Linked DNA regions of Sus scrofa: region 2 is linked to region 1. A link is a contact called in public HiChIP or PLAC-seq data. All regions are on one chromosome and are shown on one strand. The core of a region is the stretch at or near the end of the contact, and the rest is flanking DNA. Distances in the headings are between cores, read along the strand shown. Region 1 overlaps TAB2 (TGF-beta-activated kinase 1 and MAP3K7-binding protein 2). Region 2 overlaps LOC102159681 (a long non-coding RNA gene).

The links. HiChIP or PLAC-seq counts read pairs in DNA pulled down with a chosen protein or histone mark.
Region 2: an H3K27ac HiChIP or PLAC-seq map of alveolar macrophages shows a contact between it and region 1. The contact joins two enhancer-like sites.

The regions. Positions count from the first base shown.
Region 1 is chr1:16,597,466-16,604,086 of Sscrofa11.1, reverse strand. The region is part of intron 1 of TAB2 (TGF-beta-activated kinase 1 and MAP3K7-binding protein 2); the gene reads left to right. Among named protein-coding and RNA genes, the nearest start is that of TAB2, 11 kb to the left of the region's middle. Within about 2 kb of position 3,371, at least 3 of the 83 cell types and tissues checked have an H3K27ac peak or open chromatin away from gene starts, as enhancers often do. A contact at or near this core is called in alveolar macrophages, where this site is marked.
Region 2 is chr1:16,833,741-16,840,361 of Sscrofa11.1, reverse strand. LOC102159681 (a long non-coding RNA gene) reads right to left here. Exons shown (of 3, transcript XR_001305889.2): 2 at 2,276-2,445; 3 at 1-580. Among named protein-coding and RNA genes, the nearest start is that of TAB2, 230 kb to the right of the region's middle. Within about 2 kb of position 3,656, at least 26 of the 83 cell types and tissues checked have an H3K27ac peak or open chromatin away from gene starts, as enhancers often do. A contact at or near this core is called in alveolar macrophages, where this site is marked.

The DNA.
Region 1 (6,621 bases), core at 2,122-4,621:
TTCTCCTAAAACTGAAGACTTCCTTCAAGTTCTAAGATCTTTAGTCATTTGCTCAAAATATTTCTTGGCTTACATGACACACATTGCTTAATATTCAAATTTGATGTGATACAGTACTGTTTTAGAAATGAGATAGACATACATCCAATTGAATTTTTTTATACTCTTGTGGGTTTTTGTTTGTTTGCTTGTTTTGAACTGTAACAGCCTGCAGTGTATCAGTTTGAGTGGCTTAAGAAAGAAAGAAAGTCTGATTTATCTACTAACAGGTACAATACAGACAAGGGCATTTTAAGAATTTGTAGTATTTTAATTACCTTGTTAAAAAAAATGGCATTCTTGTTTCATTTAAGGAGAAAAAGAAAAACAATCCTGGTATAAACCTCAGAACCCAAATAATAAAGTAGAGATTGAAGTGGCCCTGCAGAGAGAGACAGGAAAAGCAAGGGTTAAAAAAAATAAAATAAAAAAATGTAGAATGTAAAAGACTGGTAGAAATATATGAATGTTGATTGTTTTTAATAAAATGATTCAAAAGAATTAATCTGTTGAAAAAAATGTGTGATCCCTACAACCAGCCCCTGCCCAACCTTGCCACAATAGTCAAAAGCAATGCCACATTCCTAGTTGCATTGCAAAGACCTCAGAGTTTCTGGAGGGTGATTCTGACCATTTAACTTGCCTGTTTGGCTAGTGCAGAAGACAGGTTCTGGGAGAATAACAGATGATAGTGAATTATTGAGGGAAAAAACACACAAAAGTAAATTTTAATTAGTAAATTCTTCTTATTCTTTGGTATTAACTTTTGTCTGAATTATTAAATAGTACTCTTATTTTGAGTTTTAGCCTAAAGTTTTACTCTAACATATATATTAAAGATGACTTATTTTAATCTATAATGCCTTGGTGTTAACTTTTTTAGTGTTAGCAAAATTGACACATCGTGAATTTGCTTCCTGTTAGTTTACCAGGCAGGCCAAAGATATAGCTTGTTTCATTAGTATAGGGCCAATGGCAATTCAATGGAATGACTTTTCCATTCTGTATCAATGAGAGAAAATACTTGTCAGTACAAATGAAAACCCCAAATCAGTGATTTCACCTTGCGGAACACAGTTCTCACATGAGGCAAGTTTTGTTTAGTAAGAGAAATCCATAAAAAATGATCATTCTGATATGAACTGGGAAGATAAGAGTAGAAGGGAATTTACCTAGTTTTTAAAATAAATTTTATTTTGGGAGTTCCCGTCGTGGCGCAGTGGTTAACAAATCCGACTAGGAACCATGAGGTTTCAGGTTCAATCCCTGCTCTTGCTCAGTGGGTCATGCTCAGTGGGTCAGTGATCCAGTGTTGCCGTGAGCTGTGGTGTACGTCACAGACGGGGCTCGGATCCCGCGTTGCTGTGGCTCTGATGTAGGCTGGCAGCTACAGCTCCGATTAGACACCTAGCCTGGGAACCTCCATATGCCGCAGGAGCGGCCCAAGAAATGGCCAAAAAAAAAGACTAAAAATAAAAATAAATTTTATTTTGCTAAATTTCCTAAGGTTCATTACTTGATTACTTGTGGGGGGGGGTTCCTAAATTTTTTAAATCTTTTTTAAGATAAAATAGCATATAGAGGTTCGAATCACAGCTGCAGCTGCAGCCTATGCCACAGCCATAGCACCTTCGGGGTCCAAGTCACGTCTGCAGCCTACACCACAGCTCACGGCAGCCCTGGCTCCTTAACCCTCTGAGCAAGGCCAGGGATCGATCATGCATCCTCATAGATCCTAGTTGGATGCTGAGCCGCAACAGGAACTCCTTTGAAAGTTTCTTATGTTAATTCACTGAGTGACTGTTGTAGAATATTTTGCTCTCCTGAATAGTATTAATTACTGTTTGTATAAATATTTCAACATAATAATAATAGTTTTCTTTACTCATCATTCAGTAGACTTCAGAAATCTTCCTTGCATTATGGTAGTACAGATAACTTATTACTGAAGTAAAAATCCAATTGATCTAGTTACTGTTGAAAGCTTTTTTTAATTGCCTGCATTTTAATAAGTATGTTTAGAGCATTTTGTAGTGTATATGTAAATCTCTAATCCTAGAGGTAATAAATACTCTTTAAACAAGTGCATTTTTTGTTACAGTCTGTAAAATGAAGCCAGAAGCACAAAGAGTGATGGAAATTCAGCCCTTAGTCATCAAATAAATGACATACTATTGTTGCAAAAAGACTTGTGAGGTACATACATATTGGTCTTCTCAGTCTTGTGGTTATAGCTGAATAATTTTGCTGCTAACAAAGTCAGCATGTGTGTATGTAAATGTGTACACAGAAAAGTTTCATCTTTGTTTTCATCAAATCCTCTTTTTTGAAAACAACATATTTTCAAGTCCTTTGAGATGTATCACTTAATGATAGTAATAATCAGGTCAGCAAATTAATTTTCTCTTTTGTCACTTGCAGCAGTTTATCTTATGTAGCAAATAAACCAATGATTAGTTGTATGAAAAATTAAGAAATAAAAATAAAGAAGAAACCTCCCTTTATGGTATAAAGATAGGTACTTGGCCACTATACTATATTCCTGACATTCTATGGGACTATTCTGTCTTTTATTGTTTCCTTTTGTACAGACATTTTCTGATCATAGGTTTTTATTGATGCTAAGTTATCACTAGAAAATAGTTACAGAAAAGATAGCAATATAAGCAGGAAAATTTGCTTTTTAAAAGGAATCAGAACAGAGAGTATGTTCCATTTTAATCCACTGAGTACAAATTGTGGTATAATTGCTTGGTTAATTTTTAAAAGGCTATTTATTAATTACCTGATAAACATGGGCATCTGTTCTTTGGAACTTGAGCAGATGTATGTAAGCACCACAGTTACATAATAGAATTGAAGAGAAAAAGTACTCAAGAAGATACCTGAGGGATCACTGTCAAATAAAAGTTGGTGGAAATACAAATACTGTATATTCGCATTGAGAGTAACTTGCTGTTTGCCTTGTGACCAGCGTATGCCTGAACGGCACGTAAGTATTGTTTGCCACTTTATGATGATTTTCTAAGGAAAAGGAAAAATAAACATGTGGAAATGAGAGTTTCAAATTTTTTTTCCATTTCCTCATAGCCAATTCTGCTTTTTTAGTTATGAAAATGTATTGACATGTATTGGTTGGTCCTGCTTTTTCTTTTTTCCTTTTCTTTTTTTCCCCTCCTTTTCCTTTTTTGAGATTTTTCAGGCTGAGTGAGACATCCTCATTCTCTTCATGAGATTTTCCCCACAGGAACAACGGCATGAATATTATAGGATGACCGTTCAGCGCCGTTGTTGTAACTCTGTGAGTGGAAGAAGTGCTCTTTTGAGGAAGCAACTGGTTCATGGGAAAATTGAACTGGTGATCTTAGCCAGACCAAGCTACAGGATCATTACTTCAGCTTCTGTAGGATATCACATGATCAAAAGAATAGAAAGAAACGCCATAGAATTTGTTTCATATGCCATCTGTGACACACCTGTGCAAAATAGCTGGCTAACACAAGAAATCTTGCCTTACTCATTCTTTCACTATGCCTCATGTCTACTTTCTTTTTTAGTCATCCTAAGTTGCCTATCCACTAGTTTAGAATTAGTTTTGAGTTCCTGCTGTGTGCCAGGTACTTTGCTAGGTGATGGAATTGGAAAGATGAGTGAGATACTGCTCTTAACCCTCTAGGAACAGGTATACCAACTAGTATTCTACTCTGTAGCGAATGCAGTGACAGGCTTAGACATAAAACACTTTAGGAATCTACAGGAGCGAGTGTCTGACTCAGGGAAGAAGGGATATAAAAGGGAATTCTTCATAGGGAAGGTGACACAATCTGTGTGTCAGAAAGGCAAGGAAAAGAAGGACAAGTTGGGAGAAACGAGGCCATTTCTGTCAGAGAGGACAGCATGCATAAAGGAAAGAGCATATAGATATCTTGTACTCTCCGTAAAGATTTGACTTCATCCTGTAAATTATGAAATATTTAAATTAACATTCTAGAAAGACTTCTCTGGCTGCGGTGTAGAGAATACTTAGAAAAAAGCCAGGCTTGGCAGGAAGAGTGGCTAGCCTTATAACCATGTATTTGAAAATTGATAAAGACCTGAGTTAACGCTGTGATTAAGGAAGAGAGTAGGTGATGAATTGGAGAAGAGAATACTGAGTGTGCAGTAGAATAAGGTAAGGATCACACATGCCCTGGCTTGAGGTCCAGGGTGCATGGTGTGGTGCCTGCCATTCACCAATACAGAAACATACCAGGGACAGTAAGTAGCAGGGGAAGAAGATGTTTGAGTTCCCTTTGTTGGTTTTAAGGTTCCTAAGGAGAGAGAAAGAGGTAGAAGATATCACTTTATATTGGGGGCAATATCTTCTTTGATTAAATGACATTTGAGCAGATGTCTGAGTGAAGTAGTAAAGAGAAAGAGCTTTCCAAATGTAGAGGCCTTTAGGTGGGAGCATGCTTGCTGTGCTCCAAGCACAAGAAGACCAGACAAGAGACAGGGAGAAGATAGATGAGATCCGAGTGTGTGTCTGTGTGTGTGCGCATGCATGCATGTGCGCACTTTTCATGTAGTGTTGCAGGGTGGTGGGGGTAGATGGAAGCTCCTGGGCCAGGGATTAAATCCAAGCTGCAGCTGGAACCTTTGCTACAGCTGCGGCAACACCAGATCCGTAACCCACTGTGCCACAGCAGGAACTCCTCATGTAGCATCTTTTGATTGTAGTAAGGATTTTAATAGTCAGGATGAGATTAGACACCACTGAAGGGTTTTAAGATGCGAGCTATTTGCTTTTTTTTCCCCCTCACTTCTTAGAATATGATTTGTTAGTGATTGTGTATAATTCTATATTATCTTCATGTGTCTAGATTTGTGTAACCATCACCATAAGGATATAGAATTAGTACTGTTTCATCACCACAGAGACACTCCTTTGTATTATCCAACCTTAAGCCCTGGCAGCCACTGATCTGTTCTGTATCACTGAAATTTTGTCCCTTAGAAATTTTTTTTTATATGAGTGGAATCGTACACTATGCTATCTTTTGAAGTTGCTTTTTTCATTCAGCATTATGCCTCTGAGATCCCTCCAAGTTGTTTCATGGATTGGTAGTTTGTTACATTTTAATACTAAGAAGTATACCATTGTATGGATGTACCACAGTTTGTTCAGTCATTGACTGAAGGACTTTGTGTTTCTAGTTTGGGACTATAAAAATAAAGCTGCTCTGAACAGTTCTGCACAGGTTGTGATGTGAAACTATGTTTTCACCTTTCTAGGATAAATCCCCAGTAGTGCAGTTGCTGGATTTTATGATAAATATGTTTAACTTTATAAGAAACTGCCACTTTTCCCTAGTGGCTGAACCATTTTGTATTCCCACCAGCAATATGTGAGAGACCTAGTTTCTCTGCATCCTTGTCAGCATGTAGTATTATCAGTGTATTTTTATTTCAGCCATTCTAATAGGTATATGGTAACATCTCATTGTAGCATTAATTTGCGTTTCCCTACTGACTAATGATGTTGAGTATATTTTCATAGCTATGTATTTGCTATCTATACATCCTCTGTGGTGAAGTTTTCAAGTCTTTTGTTCATGTGCTAATGGGATTGTTCATTTTCTTCTTGTTGAGTTTAATAAGTTCTTCGTATATTCTAGGTTTGAACCCTTTGTCAAGTTGTGTGCTTTGCAAATATTTCCCACTGGTCTGTGGCTTATCTTTTCACCCTTTTAATGAGGACTTTTACAGACCAAAAAAAAAATATATATATATATATATATATATGAAATCTAATTTTTCTATTTTTTCTTCTATGGATTGTGCCTTTTTGTGGTCAAGTCTAAATATTCTTTGCTTAACCTTAGGTCGCAAAGATTTTCTCCTGTTTTCTTCTACAGGTTTTCTAAAAAGCTTTATTTACATTTTGCCTGTGTAGTTCTGTGATCTGTTTTGACTTAATTTTCATTTAAAGGTGTGAAGTTTAGATTAAGGTTCATTTCTTATGTGTGGAATATCCAGCTGTTCCAGTACCACTTATTGGAAAAATTTATCTTTACTCCATTGAATTGCTTTTGCACCTTTGTCAAAAATCAGATGGCTCTGCTGTGAGGGCCTGTTTCTAGAGTCTGATCCATTGTGTTTATCCCTATACTGGTACCACACTGTCGTGATAACTGTAGCTATATAATCAGTCTTAAGACCAGGTAGTGAAATTTCCCCAACTTAGTTCTTCTTTTTCATAATTATTTTAACTATTCTGTTTCCTATAAAATTTAGAATCTATAAAAAAAATCATGCTGGGATTTTGGTAGGAAGTACCTTAAACCCATAGATCAACTTAGGGAAAATTAACATTTTTAAGTTTCAATCCATAAACACAGTTTCTCTCTCTTTATATTTAGGTTGTCTTTGATTTCTTTCATCAGTATTTTGTAGCTTTTAACATAAAAATTCTGTACATGTTTTCTTAGATTTATACTTAGTTGCATTTTGGGTGGATCAGTTGTAAATGATGCTCTGTGTTTTAAATTTTGGTTTCCAGTTCATTGCTAGTTTATAGCAGTATGGTTGATGTCTGTGAGT
Region 2 (6,621 bases), core at 2,407-4,906, 240 kb before region 1:
GTATTTTTAAAAATCTAGAAACTCGTATTTAAAAAAAAAAAAAAGAAAGAAAAAGAAATCTACATTTCTTTTGGCCATACCCACAGCATGCAGAAGTTCCCAGGCCAGGGATCAAACCTGTGCCTTATCGGTGGGACAACTCAGGATCCTTAACAGGTAGCCCACCAGGGAACTCCTCCTAGAAACTCTTGCTCTTGTAATTAGATGGCACTAAACAGCTGCTGGCCTCATTACTATATGCTCTGGTCCGTTAGGTGTCAGGACGCGTCATCAGAATCCTCAGCTATGACAGCGAGTCTCTACACGCCCTGTTTGCGGTCCCGTGGGAGAACAAGGCTGTGCCTTTCCACGTCACTTGGTGGAATGTTCCAAGATCCAAAGTCTGCACCTTGATCTCTTTCTCAGACATGCAGACCCTCCAAAGCTGGGTGATGCTAACCTCCCAAGGGAGCAGGTTCTGATCCAGAAATGTTCTCCCTGAGAGGTTTTGCTGTTGCCTCAATCGGAATTTACAGGGGCCGAAGGAAGGGCATTTCCATGCTTTCAGATACTGGACTGGACAGAGGCCAACTCCACATGCCTATTTTGTAAAAGAAAAGAACCAGAATCTTGATTCTAAACGAAAGAAAAAAGCACTTGGGTAATAACATGCTTTACTTCAGGTAGGAATCTGAGAGTCAGCAAAGCGCTACGTGGTTCCCTTTCTTTCTCACTTAGTCTGTAACCCAGTCACGGGATGTTTGACTCTGAGTGAACTTTCAAGACAAAAGAACTAAACAGAACCAGGACTCTGCCCCCTCTGGTGCTGCTTGGGTGGTCAGAAGTTCGGTATAAGTGTGCTGTTACCTGCAGGCCTATCCAATGAGCCATTTGGGCTTAAATGAATTTTGTAGATAATGGCAGTGTTTCTCAAAAGGCAGAGTGATGCTCCATGGCCATTCAGGCAGGAAAACAGTTCTGTGGGTCAGAATCATGAAACTCCCTTCAAGTCAAAACAAAGGGGATTTATTTTACTAAAATGATTTACTTCCATCTGATGACAAAGAAATACATAATTTTTTAAGTATTCTGAATATCCTGCAAAAGAAAAGTCTGATGCAGACGCACACCAGTATTAAGAGTTTGTTGAAAAACAAACAAACAAACAAACCACCTGGAACTTCTTTCATAGCTCGGAAAAGTCACTGTGATACAAGCCAGTATATTACTTTGCTTGAGCTGTTGTAACAGAGCTCTGCAGACAGAGTGGCTTAAACAATATAGATTTATTTTCTCACAGTTCTGGAGGCTGGAAGTCTGAGATCAAGGGGTCAGTGGGGTTGTTTCTTCTGAGACCTCTCTCCTTGGCTTGCATGTGGCCTTCCCTCCGTGTGCGTCCACGTCTATGTCCAAATTTCCTCCATTTATCAGGACTCCAGTTGTACTGGGCCCACCCTAAAGACCTCATTTTAATTTGATCACTCTGAGAAGACCCTGTCTCCAGACACAATCATATTCCAAGGTGCCGCGGGGCATCGACACATGAATTTCGTGGGGACCCAGTTCAGCCCATGAGAGCCAGGTGACAGCAGAAAAGTTAGAGCACATAAACTAAACTCCAGGTAGCAGAGAAGCAAACCTAAAACCCCAGACTCCTCGGGCTGCAGTGGGCTCAGCAGTCATCTGGGCCATTCCCTCCTCTTACAGAGGAGGCAACCAAGGTCCAGATGGGAGGCGCAAATACATCACAGGCCAACTTTTTCCATTGAGGGTTTGCTTAACTTTTGAGAAACTACCAAATTAAAACTATAAAATGAAGCTAGAGCCAGAGTCCATCCGGAACGGAAAGGAGGAGGCACATTTAGCCACACCCAGGGTCACCTGCCATCTGAAGGCAGCACCCAGAGGTGCCCCATGAGACTTTCCTAGGAGCTGGGGCTGCCGGACCCTCTTCTGCAGAGGGAGACCCTATTGACTTTCAGAGCACATCAGTCCTCAGAGACAGGTGTTCAAAAACATTCTAGATTTTTCTAGAAAACAGACACAGAGAGCTTCTTGTTTCTGGGTAAACAGACTTGAACCACATTTGCCCATCTCAGATTATAGTTTTATTTTTCTTAAAGGCAAAATGAAGATTCATGTCCTATGTCCTGTGAAGCATTTCCGATGGACCCATCTCAAAAAATAAAGTCAAATGCAGTTCATAAAACGAGTTGAAGTTGAGTGCAGACATGCCCCTGGAAAACCAGGCTAGAGGATAACCAGGCCCTGATCACTAGCCGGCTTCCCCACTCACCGACTGTTGCACTTCTTGAGAATTCCTTTCTGCCTAGGGCAGGCTTGGCTCACAGCTCCGGCACTGCCGATTCCCAGGGAACACCCAGGCCCACAGATGTTCACGGGTCAAAGAATTGTGAGCTGACCATTTGTGCATTTTGGATTTCAACTTGTAAACATGGGGATTCCCTTTAAAAAAAAAAAGAAAGAAAGAAAGACAGAAAATTTTAAAAAGAGGGCAAAAAGGAAGGGAAGAAAAATCACTATGCAAAGGAAAAATGTGAGCTAAGTTTTTCCTTTTGGAATCTTGGCGTGTGGGTGTAGCTATCTTCACTCCGGCTCTCGCCAGACACTGTATGCTTTGAGCAGGCATGGAGCGATCTGCTTTCCGCTGCACTGCCAGAACATTCAGACCTGACCTGTAACATGCCTCTTATTCCAGTCCTGAGCAAGGACAGCCGGGAGGGCGGGCTGCGCCACATTCAGCACACTGGCTGCTTGGTGCAATTCAGAGAAAAAGCGAAAACCGGGAAGCAGAGCATTGGCCGACTAAGGGCAGGGCCTTGCACCAGCAGTCCCGGAGTTCAAGTCCCAGCTGGTCTCTTTCACTGGGCGTTTGAGTAAATCACTTGACCTCCCCACGCCTGAAGTCAACCCAGCTGGAAAGCATTAGGAAGAAAATAGGACATCCCTTGACAACCGAGAGCTGCTTCTGGGATGAAACTCATCCCACCCTCCACCCCCATGAGCTAAGAGACTCAGCCACAGTCCTGCTGGGGCTGACCAAGATTTTCTCTACTAAACGCTGGGTCCCCTGCAAAAGAGAATAGCATTACATGTAGGTCCAGGTCCACTGCGGCCCCCAACCCCTCCCATCTTCAGGTGCTGCCCAGTATACCAGGGAGTTGAGGGAGGGCAGCTTTTTGGAAATGTGGACAGAGCCGATAGGAGAGGCTCGTTCTATAGGACGTGAATCAGAGTTCTGATCCTGTGCTCTTAATCCAGGACAAGCTACACAGTGGGTTTCCATTTTTCTCAATACTCTCTTTGGGAGTTTACATAGCTGAGAGGGTTTGACTTCAACTCACAGCTTCTACTGGATATAGGCTTCCTCTGACTCCTTGAAAGCACCTATGATCCTGCTAATGATAAGGCACTTAGCCATCCTTATGACGTAGTGTAGGTTGTGTACATGGAAAAGTCTCAACAAAAGTTGAAAACTTGAGAGGATGGGGTAGTTTACTTTTTGGAGTCTTGTTTCTCATTCTCAAGTGGCATCATTGCTACGATGTTTTGGGAGAAATCTGACAATGACCTTCTGGGCTGGTGATGGGTTCAGCCTGGCCAATCCTTCTGACCCACCACAGGACCATCACGGGCTGAGACTTTAATATGTTGCGTTACTAATGGGTCACATGCGAAGGAGGGTTATGACACTAACCACGAACTTCCTCACAGCTACCCTTTTTGCTGTTTGTATCAAATTTACCCCTTTTTTTCCTCCTTTGGCACACTCTCCTATTTGTTCTCTGTCTTTAATTGAAAGTTAATGAAATTCTAATCCAGTGCATATTCCCAGAGGATAATTCACAAAGCAGATATGTGGGTTAAGCATTGGGGGAAAAACAAAACAAAACAAAAAAAACCATCGTGTTAATTTGGGAAATGCTGAAATTCAAAGACTAGTGTCACACAGTACAGTGGGATTTTAAGAGCATGCTAAGGGCCTAGAGGAATAACGCAATTTAAAAAATCAGTCAAGGAGCTCCCTTCATGGCTCAGTGGCTAACGAACCTGACTGGGATCCATGAGGATGCAGGTTCAATCCTTGGCCCCACTCAGTGAGTTAAGGATCAGGCGTTGCTGTGGCTGGCAGCTACAGCTTCAATTTGACCCCTAGCCTGGGAACTTCCGTAAGCCATGGGTGTGGTTCTAAAAAGAAAAAAAAAAAGAAAAATCAGTTTATTTTGTCAAACCCTACATTTCTCAAAATTTTTGCCATTAAACTTACTAAGATCCACTAAGAGCCTGTGGTTCTGGAGATTGTGCTTTGAGGAGCATTGTTTTAATGTAAGTCATTTCCCCACATTGGATTTGCTTTCCCTCTGCTATGGTCCATTTTTTGGTTTTCCAATGGCCCATGTATCCTGATTGAGGAAAATATATTTGCAAATGACTAACATTTTGACAAAGAGAAGATGAAAAATGCAAATGATATTTTTAGGAAAATAATTCACAAGGAATTATCTTTTAATCTTGCTTATTCTTCCTAATTTCCTTCCCTTTCTTCATGAGAACATTTTTTTAAAGTAAATTCTGTTGTGCTTTTTTTTTTTCTTTTTTTTTTTTTCTTTTCCCACTGTACAGCAAGGGGATCAAGTTATCCTTACATGTATACATTACAATTACATTTTTTCCCCACCCTTTGTTCTGTTGCAACATGAGTGTCTAGACAAAGTTCTCAATGCTACTCAGCAGGATCTCCTTGTAAATCTATTCTAAGTTGTGTCTGATAAGCCCAAGCTCCCGATCCCTCCCACTCCCGCCCCCTCCCATCAGGCAGCCACAAGTCTCTTCTCCAAGTCCATGATTTTCTTTTCTGAGGAGATGTTCATTTGTGCTGGATATATGTTGTGCTTTTTAATATGATTTGGGCAATTCGAATCAATTTAGTACTTCCATGGTGGCCGATGCTCAAATCAAATTAGGTAAACAACTTTGCCCCATTTCTTCCCTGGTCTGTGGTTGGTTATGCAGTAGGACGGAAAACAATGGCGAAGGGGAGATCTCAGGTTGTTTAGATAAGGTAGGTATTTGGCGATAAGAATATCAGCCCTTGAACTTGAGTTCAGCCTTTGCACACAGGGGTACCTGTGTTGTTCAGTACACTAGGGGGAGCTGTATCCATAACAATTTACTCAAGAAATCCCAATGTCTTTCCAAACCAAATTTTTCTCCCATACCTGCTTATTTTCCTTTGATGCTTTAGAGTAGTATTGGCCACAAGCAAGGCATGGTTAAGACATTTAAAACACAACATAGACACGTTGGTTAATCCAAAGTTATTATCTCTCCCAGGATGTGTAACCTGCTTTAGTTTCGTTGCCTTTTTTTGGAAATTACCATAGTATTCTAAAAATCAGTCTTTATCAGATAAGCTTTCCTAAGAGTGTTGTATAATTACAACATGATTGAAATTCTGATTCAATGAGCAAGAGGTGACTCACATCATGACTTGAGGATTGCGATAACCCCCAAGCAATCCCACCACTGCGGCTATGCAGGTAAGTAGAAAGGAATGAAACAGACAAGGATGGAGGAAGTCAGAAATGCAGTATTGCCCTGTCATCCAGGCAGCCCAACTAGAAGACTGACACAACTCTCAGTTCAAATTCTTTTAACATATAAAAACCTACTGGCAGACAGAGGGGCTAAATGTGGAGGAGGTGAGACCCCGTGTTTTCAGCAGATCTGCAAGAAGGATGTTGTACCCTGTTTGTATAATAAGAAATAAAGGTCCCATGAAGTTAAATGATGAGCTCACGGTAGCACAGTAAGCAGCGGGGCCAGGATGCATATCCAAAAGGCAAGAGAGGACTGAGACCAACTGCCAAGGATTTGGGGAGAAATTTGTATTTTACTCTAAGCTCCCTTGGGCATTTCGGAAGAGGAGAGTAACATGAGGAAATCATTTTTCTATTAGTAAATCAATTAGCAGCGAGCTGACTATTCTCCCTTTGCCCCCCTCCCCCTCTATTCACTGCCCTTCTTCTCAGACTCTTTATCTCCTGAGATGCTGATCCCTGGGAATCGTGTCACCTGGGCGCCCTGCCTCTGGCCTCTCTGGGGATTCGGCCAATGGATGGCATGCAGGAAATGGGGGCCATCTGAATGGAATTCTGCCTCTGACTACACAAAGGAAGAATTAATGCAGGGCCAAACTCTGTTAATCATCATGCTTGTGTGTGTGCCGGGGGATGGACTGGGATGTGGGCCATGAGGCTGCAGAAGAAGAGCAGAAGCCAAAACTTTAAGTTGGTTCCATGACTGATTTCAATCAATGGAAAACAGTGCCCTGCACAAAAGTGCTTAGTAAATATTTGCTGAGTTGAATGCACCAAAGGAGCTAAGGAAAAATAAAGCATTAACTCAAGTATTTCCAGCCCAATTGAAGATGTACGTCATAGAAATGAGATGATGGGGTGAAAACGCTGACTTAGTGGGTATCGGCCAGTTTGAGATGTGCGGATGTGTTGAAGTCAACATGCTTGCTCACCTCTTCCTCTATTTCATTATCCTCAGAGGTAGGGTTCCCGATGGATGTTACATTCATCCTCTCAGCCCTCTGTGTGGCCACATGCAGCT